Regions from separate parts of the Zea mays genome. Here region 1 is linked to region 2. The links are chromatin contacts, called in public Hi-C maps. All regions are on one chromosome and are shown on one strand. Each heading gives the region's core, a stretch centred on a gene start, on an enhancer-like site or on the middle of the called end of the contact. The rest is flanking DNA. Distances are from core to core; before and after follow the strand shown. Region 1 holds the start of LOC103640692 (disease resistance protein RGA5). Region 2 holds the start of LOC100381610.

The links. Hi-C and Micro-C count contacts between places; a contact is called where the count stands out from the background.
Region 1: a Hi-C map of ear shows a contact between it and region 2, with 4 times the contacts expected there. The contact joins the promoter of LOC103640692 here to the promoter of LOC100381610 in region 2. A contact is called at or near these places in 3 of 25 Hi-C or Micro-C datasets (ear and leaf).

Annotation. Positions count from the first base shown.
Region 1 is chr10:2,518,624-2,521,960 of Zm-B73-REFERENCE-NAM-5.0, forward strand. It overlaps LOC103640692 (disease resistance protein RGA5), which reads left to right and starts at 1,316. Exons shown (of 7, transcript XR_004853092.1): 1 at 1,316-1,638; 2 at 1,762-2,802; 3 at 2,977-3,337.
Region 2 is chr10:2,326,996-2,329,949 of Zm-B73-REFERENCE-NAM-5.0, forward strand. LOC100381610 reads left to right here and starts at 1,421. Exons shown (of 9, transcript NM_001361451.1): 1 at 1,421-1,889; 2 at 1,993-2,033; 3 at 2,185-2,259. The coding sequence starts at 1,727.

The DNA of each region.
Region 1 (3,337 bases), core at 66-2,565, 190 kb after region 2:
CGAACTGCATAAGGTAACAATAACATGCATGTCCTGCTATCCTCATGCATAACAACCATGGCAATTAAACTTGTGCCATTAAAGACACAATTATTCCAATAAATTCTCAAAATAACTCAAAAAATCACGATAAAGTACTTCATCCAATCTATAGTTTTCTCTTGGGAGTCATCTTTTTTTGGTGGAGCTGCAATAAGCATCTTTTGTGGAGTAGTGGTGCTAGCATGTGAAGAGCTGCCATCACTTAGCAAGAATGCAAGACGACTGCATACATACGTGCTTCACAGTTAATTAAATATTTCTTATTCTCGTTTGGTATGGCATCACTAATAGGAATGGCAACATCTTCAGTATTTTCATCTCCCTGCTCACGCATTGACGACCTCAGCTACCTTTCTTCTCTCATCCTCATCTCTCAAGCCCAAGATAACATATAGCTGATCCTCACTCAATGGTTCAATTTTTCATTCCTCGTCACGAGTCTCTACTATTTTTAAGTTATCCCAAATAACTTGTGGGATAGGTGAAGAAGCATCAAACAACAACAATGGAGCATCATTATCGCTCCCTATGGCAACCTCCGAATCTACCCTGCTTGCAACAATTAGGAAAACGTGAAGACATAATTGATTGAATCATAAATGCTCCAATCATAATTTATGAGCAAAGTTGTCCATGTCAATATTGAAAACATGATCTTGTTGGTGGTTAACCACGATTCATCACTGTAAAATAATACTGCTGAAGGCTAATACTGAAAATATGATTACTAATACCGTCTAGATGACTCAATTAAATCAGCCTAGATCGTGGTGGTCACGAAGAATGACGTATGTGTAGTGGAATTGGGACAGCGAAGGAGAGATCTCCTGCAACTGACAATTCGATGACGGGTATGAATAGTCGTCGATCCAGCTCAGCAACAATGACACGAAACAACAATCGAGGATAAACTAGTCACCGCGGGGCTTTGACGAGCGCCGCCAGCCAGGCCCCTCTTCCCTCGTGCGCAATTGTTCTTTGGCGGCGCAAGGCAACGAGACCTTTTTTAGCGAGATTGGGTGTGGCTGCATGTACGTGCGATTGTATTGTATTGTACCATACGTTCCTAAACGTTCCTAAGAATGTGGATAGAAGGGTAAATTAGTCCTTAAAAATCCAGGAAATGGAAAAAAGATAAATAAAACTATTAAAAGAATAAAATGTCAAGTAAATCAATGTGGCAATGTTATGGGGTTAAATTTACTGTGTCAATATTTGGAGTGTCAATTATGCAAAGTCACTTGTTTAGATCGTCAAAAATACAATTTTCTCCTCCCTCTCTCCCCCAATCCTCTCTTCTAGCCACGGCCGCATGCTCGCTCGCACGCGCCCGCGCCGCCGTTCTACTTCCAAGTACAGCTCGCCTCGGCTTGCCAGCGCCATCTTTTCTTCCTCCCACTCCCTCACCTGACCGGTCTGATTCTGGGTCGATGTCGGTCACCATGGTCCGACCCATGGTCGGAGGAGAGCGGAGACCTGCGGTAGCAGCATGGCGCGGACACGGGGAACGGAGATCAGTGAAGGCCTTCCGCGGAAGAGTGGCGGGGAAGAGAAGCGACGGGGAAGCGCACTGCCGCGCTCACATGGCCGACCAAGGTACTCTCGGGGCACGCAGATAAATCTAGCGAGTGTTTCGTCGCTAGCGGCGGGTCTTCTACCGGCTCTCGTTGGGGACAGATTTCCATTATTTTTTTTAGAAAATCGAGATGTGCTTTGCAGGTAGGCATGTGCCTGAAGACATTTGAATTCATGAACCAGATCTCGAAAATGTAGATTTCCAAGCAAAAATGGGCAAAGCGCCTCTAATCGCTCTCCCCCCACAATAGGCTTGCCATTTGTTGCCATGCAACCAACGAGCGTCCAGCACCAAGCAAACGAGAGAAAGAAAGAGTGGGTGTGAGCACTGAGCATGGAGCTCGCCTTGGGGGCCATGGCCAGCTTGGCCCCCAAGCTGGGCGACCTGCTCATGGAGGAGTATGTCGTGCACAAGGGCCTCAAGCCCGACATCGAGTCCCTCTCCGATGAGCTTGTGATGATGAACGCCGCCCTCCTTGACGCGTCCCGGATTCCACCTGACCAGCTCACTGCGGTGGAAAAGCTCTGGGCACGCAAGGTCCGGGACCTGTCGTATGACATGGAGGACGCCATTGACGATTTCATCCTGCGTGTGGCTGGTGGTGACAACTCAGCCACCGACTCCAAACTCTTAAAGAAGATCCTTGTGAAGGTCAAGGACGTGATGTCAATAAAGAAGCTCAAGGATCGACGCCAGATCTCCGACAAGGTCAAAGACATCAAGAAACTCTCCAGTGAGTTGGCTGAGCTTCGTGCCAAGTACACAGTAAGGGGTGCAGGTGCTGATCTTGCTGCGAGCATCGGCATTGACCCCCGTGTCATCAATCTGTACAAGAAAGAGTCGGATCTCGTTGGCATCCAGGAGTCAAGGGACAAAGTCATCAGGATGCTGTCTTTAGGGACCAAATATGATGATGCGCATGCGTCTCATCAGGATCTAAAGATAGTCTCTATAGTCGGGGTTGGAGGATTAGGTAAGACTACTCTAGCCAAAACAGTGCACGATATGCTTAAGAAGCAATTCAGCCCTTCTGCTTTTATTTCTGTTGGTAGAACTCCTAATCTGAATAGAACATTCGAGAAGATTCTAGTGGAACTTGATGCCAAGTATAAGCAAGTTGACATGACCAGATGGGATCTAGAACAATTTGGAAAAGAACTGCATGAATTCTTACAGAACAAGAGGTATGCCTATGTCATTCATTCTCTTCTAGTTTTAGTTCAATGTTTTGCATTCACTACCAGAGCGTGGTTAGTTTATACATTCCTATATACTGATTCACCAAGTTTATACGTTTATACGGGTAACGATTTGCCAAGTTATTCATAGCTCTACACTGTTGTGCCAATTATATATAGGTACTTGATCGTTGTTGATGACATATGGGATGTTGGATCATGGGAAGCGATCAGATATGGCTTGAAGAACAATAATTGTGGAAGTAGAATAATCATGACTACTCGGAATTTTGAGCTTGTCACGAAAGTAGAAGAGGTTTATAGATTAAAACCTCTTTCTAATGAAAACTCTAAGAAACTATTTTACAAAAGAATACAAAGTCAGGAAGGAGAAAGTCTTGATGATGAACTGTCCACTGAAATCATAGATAAATGTGGCGGCATACCATTGGCTATCATTGCAATAGCTAGTTTGTTGGTTGAAAGACCATGTGAGGAGTGGTCAAAAGTGTATCACTCAATCAGTCTTGGGAATGGAGAC
Region 2 (2,954 bases), core at 171-2,670:
GCATTCCACCCAGTGCATGAACACGATGACAGATTCCCTGATTATTGGTGTAAGTCATGATCCAATATGCTCGTTATTAATTCAGAAAGACTGTCCTGGCACCAACCTCCAACCATTCCGCCGATCTTGATAGCACATGAACAAGATCCAGGGCCCAGCTTTCCACTGTTCACTGTTGCTAGTGCGATCTTTGGACACCTACTACGCACGTATGGTATGGCAGGTCAAGAACGTTTCCTGTACATCAGGACCGACCCTGAAGTTTGTAGAATGGTGAATAGGTGAGTTTCATAGTGTCATACAGGCAATTTCCTGAACATAACACCGTGTTTAAGAAGTTCTTCAGCGCAGCCGTTGATACGTATGGTTGGGCAAGTAAAAGTTTAGCCTCCATTTGCCATTGTTTTTTGGCAGCATTTGTGGATCTACTTGACCTGATCTGCCATTGGCTGGTCCTTCCTTCTTCACGTGCACATGCCCTGCTCTGCCACTGGATTTCTCTACTGCACTACTGCATCTGGGCACAGCACACCATTCACGCATAGCATACCTATCTTATAATATCTCACCTACCAAGTACAATGGCTATGTATTCGAGATAACATCTTTAAAATAACTGCAAAGTCTGTTTTTTTAACCTCGAACTTGCGCGTCAGCACAAATTAGTAACGGACGTCCTCCAACTATAGTACCCCTTTTAGCTGGTCGTTCAATATGGTTTTTCTGTGGTTTTATAAAAAATATGGTTTTCTGTTGGGTTGATCTATAAAAAAATAATCATAATTAGCTTATTTTAAGATGGGAAATTACGAAACCAGTACAAGTTTTTTTTTGGAAAAAGAATTGTTGCGTATCGGTTGATGCTCTATTTAAAGTTATTTGAATCTTATTTGTTTTAGAAACAAATGAGCATGAGCACGAGCAATAACGCACATCAATTGGGACAAATGTAGTTGTAAATAACTATATGTTCTGAAAAAAATGAGTATCTCTGTGAGATTGATGCGTCAAACTTTCATAGGTTTTGAAGAGATTTATATAAAATGTTAACATGATTTGTATCTCTAAATAAGTTTACTGTATAAAAACATACACAAAGATCATTAGCAATCTAATGGTTCCAGAATTACACACAGTAAAAATTAATATTTTATCGTATATATATTTGGTCAAAGCTAAACAAATATACATGTATAAACTAATCTATGAGACACCGAGATAGTAATAATAAACAAAAAGAAAGTTTAAACTTTGACGAGCTGCCTCTGTATACAATTTTTTTTCCGTCGGTACGAAAAAAAACAAAGAAGTAAAAAAGGACGGCAGAGATTGGGGGATAAAGACGCGTCCAAAGCAAAACTGCAAAAGCAGAGGCGGGTCCGGGACGGTCGGCCCGCGGGCTCCATCCATTGATGCCGCTCCTCCCCACGGCTCCTTCCTGCAGCCTCCTCCTTCCTCCCTCGCCACTCTCCCCTCCACCGCTGCCTGGTGTGTAGCGTAGCGTAGAGGCGCGGCGCGGCGCGGCTGACTGGTTGGTTCCAGTTGTTCTAGACAACGCTGGCTTAACCGCGCGAGGCCCGAGGAAAGTTAGCTTGTTTCTTGCAGCTGAATGCGGGAAGCAAGCAACTGCATTTTACTAACCTCACCACACCAGACCCACCACTGACTTCCCGGCCTCCGGCTCTGGAGCAGAGCAGGTGGCAGCACTAGCACGGCCACGTGCGGCATGAAGGGGCACCAGCACCAGCAGCAGTCGTCGTCTCCGCTGCTGCCGATGCCGCCGCCCAGCAAGCGCCGCTGTAGCGCGCTGGCGGCGGCCGTGCCGGCGCTCGTCGTCTGCTCCACGCTGCTCCCGCTCGTCTACCTCCTCGCCCTGCACCGCCCCGCCGGTGCGTGCGCCCGTCCGCGCCTCGGATCTGTCGCCTGTCGTCTCTCCCCCCTTCATTCTCTCTCGCTAACCGCACGCGTGCCCCGTGTTGTTGCTTGCCGCAGGGTATGGATCGGACGACCGCGCCGCGGTGGTCATCAGCACCGTAAGCTTCCCCACTCTCCCCGTGCACATTTTTTTTGTTTAAAATTAAATTACACCTCCTCCTCCTCCTCCTCCTCTCGGAAAATCAGTAGAGTCTCAGCTTCTGAAATCCAGACGTCGTACTTGTTCTCGGGTGTTGCTTTGCTTACCAGGAGCTCGCCGGCCTCGGGGCGCGTGGCAGCCGGCATCTGGAGAACGGGGGCGCCATGAAGCACAAGCTGCTCAAGGTTACAACTTACAATCCCTGACTGCTGCAGCACTGCTCGTTATGCATCCCCATCCCACGCTCTACTCCTGGCAGAGACCGCAACTGCGCGCCGCGCGCGCGGCAAGCGACATCCGGAGCGTTTCGTTTCTGTTTTATATAAGTGTCCGAGAGAGAGAGACAGTAGTCAAGCTGAATTCTTTTTTGCCGGCCAGCGTTCGGGGGGAGAACCCCGAGAAACCAAGCTACTCGCCGCCTCTGCTGATTTTATTAGTGCGTTCATGCGGCTCGCGTGCGGGCGCGTGTCGTCCGCCGCTGCGTGCGTGTGAGCGTGCTGTGCTGTGCTGTGACGGCGACGCTCAACAACCTACCGCCTCTTGTCTCCGTTCTCAAGTCGCTATTCCTGGAACAGGCGGAGGTGGCAAACCAGATGCGTTTCTCTCGTCATGCCTTGGCTGGCATGCCCATCCCTCGGTTTTCTGTTCTTTTCTGTTCTTGGAGTAGGTGCGCAACCCAAAATTGTTTCTTCTCTTCATGCCTTGACATGCCATGCCTAAGATAAAATACGTGCACAAAACTGTTGTCGCTGGCAAGATGCCCTCTTGCTGTAGTGCTGTACCTTCTTAGTATTTCCAACAATCTGGTTTGCCTTGCTATCTATTTTCTGTAAGCACCTTTGTGTCAAACAAACCCATAACTGAATCTGAAGAGTGGACA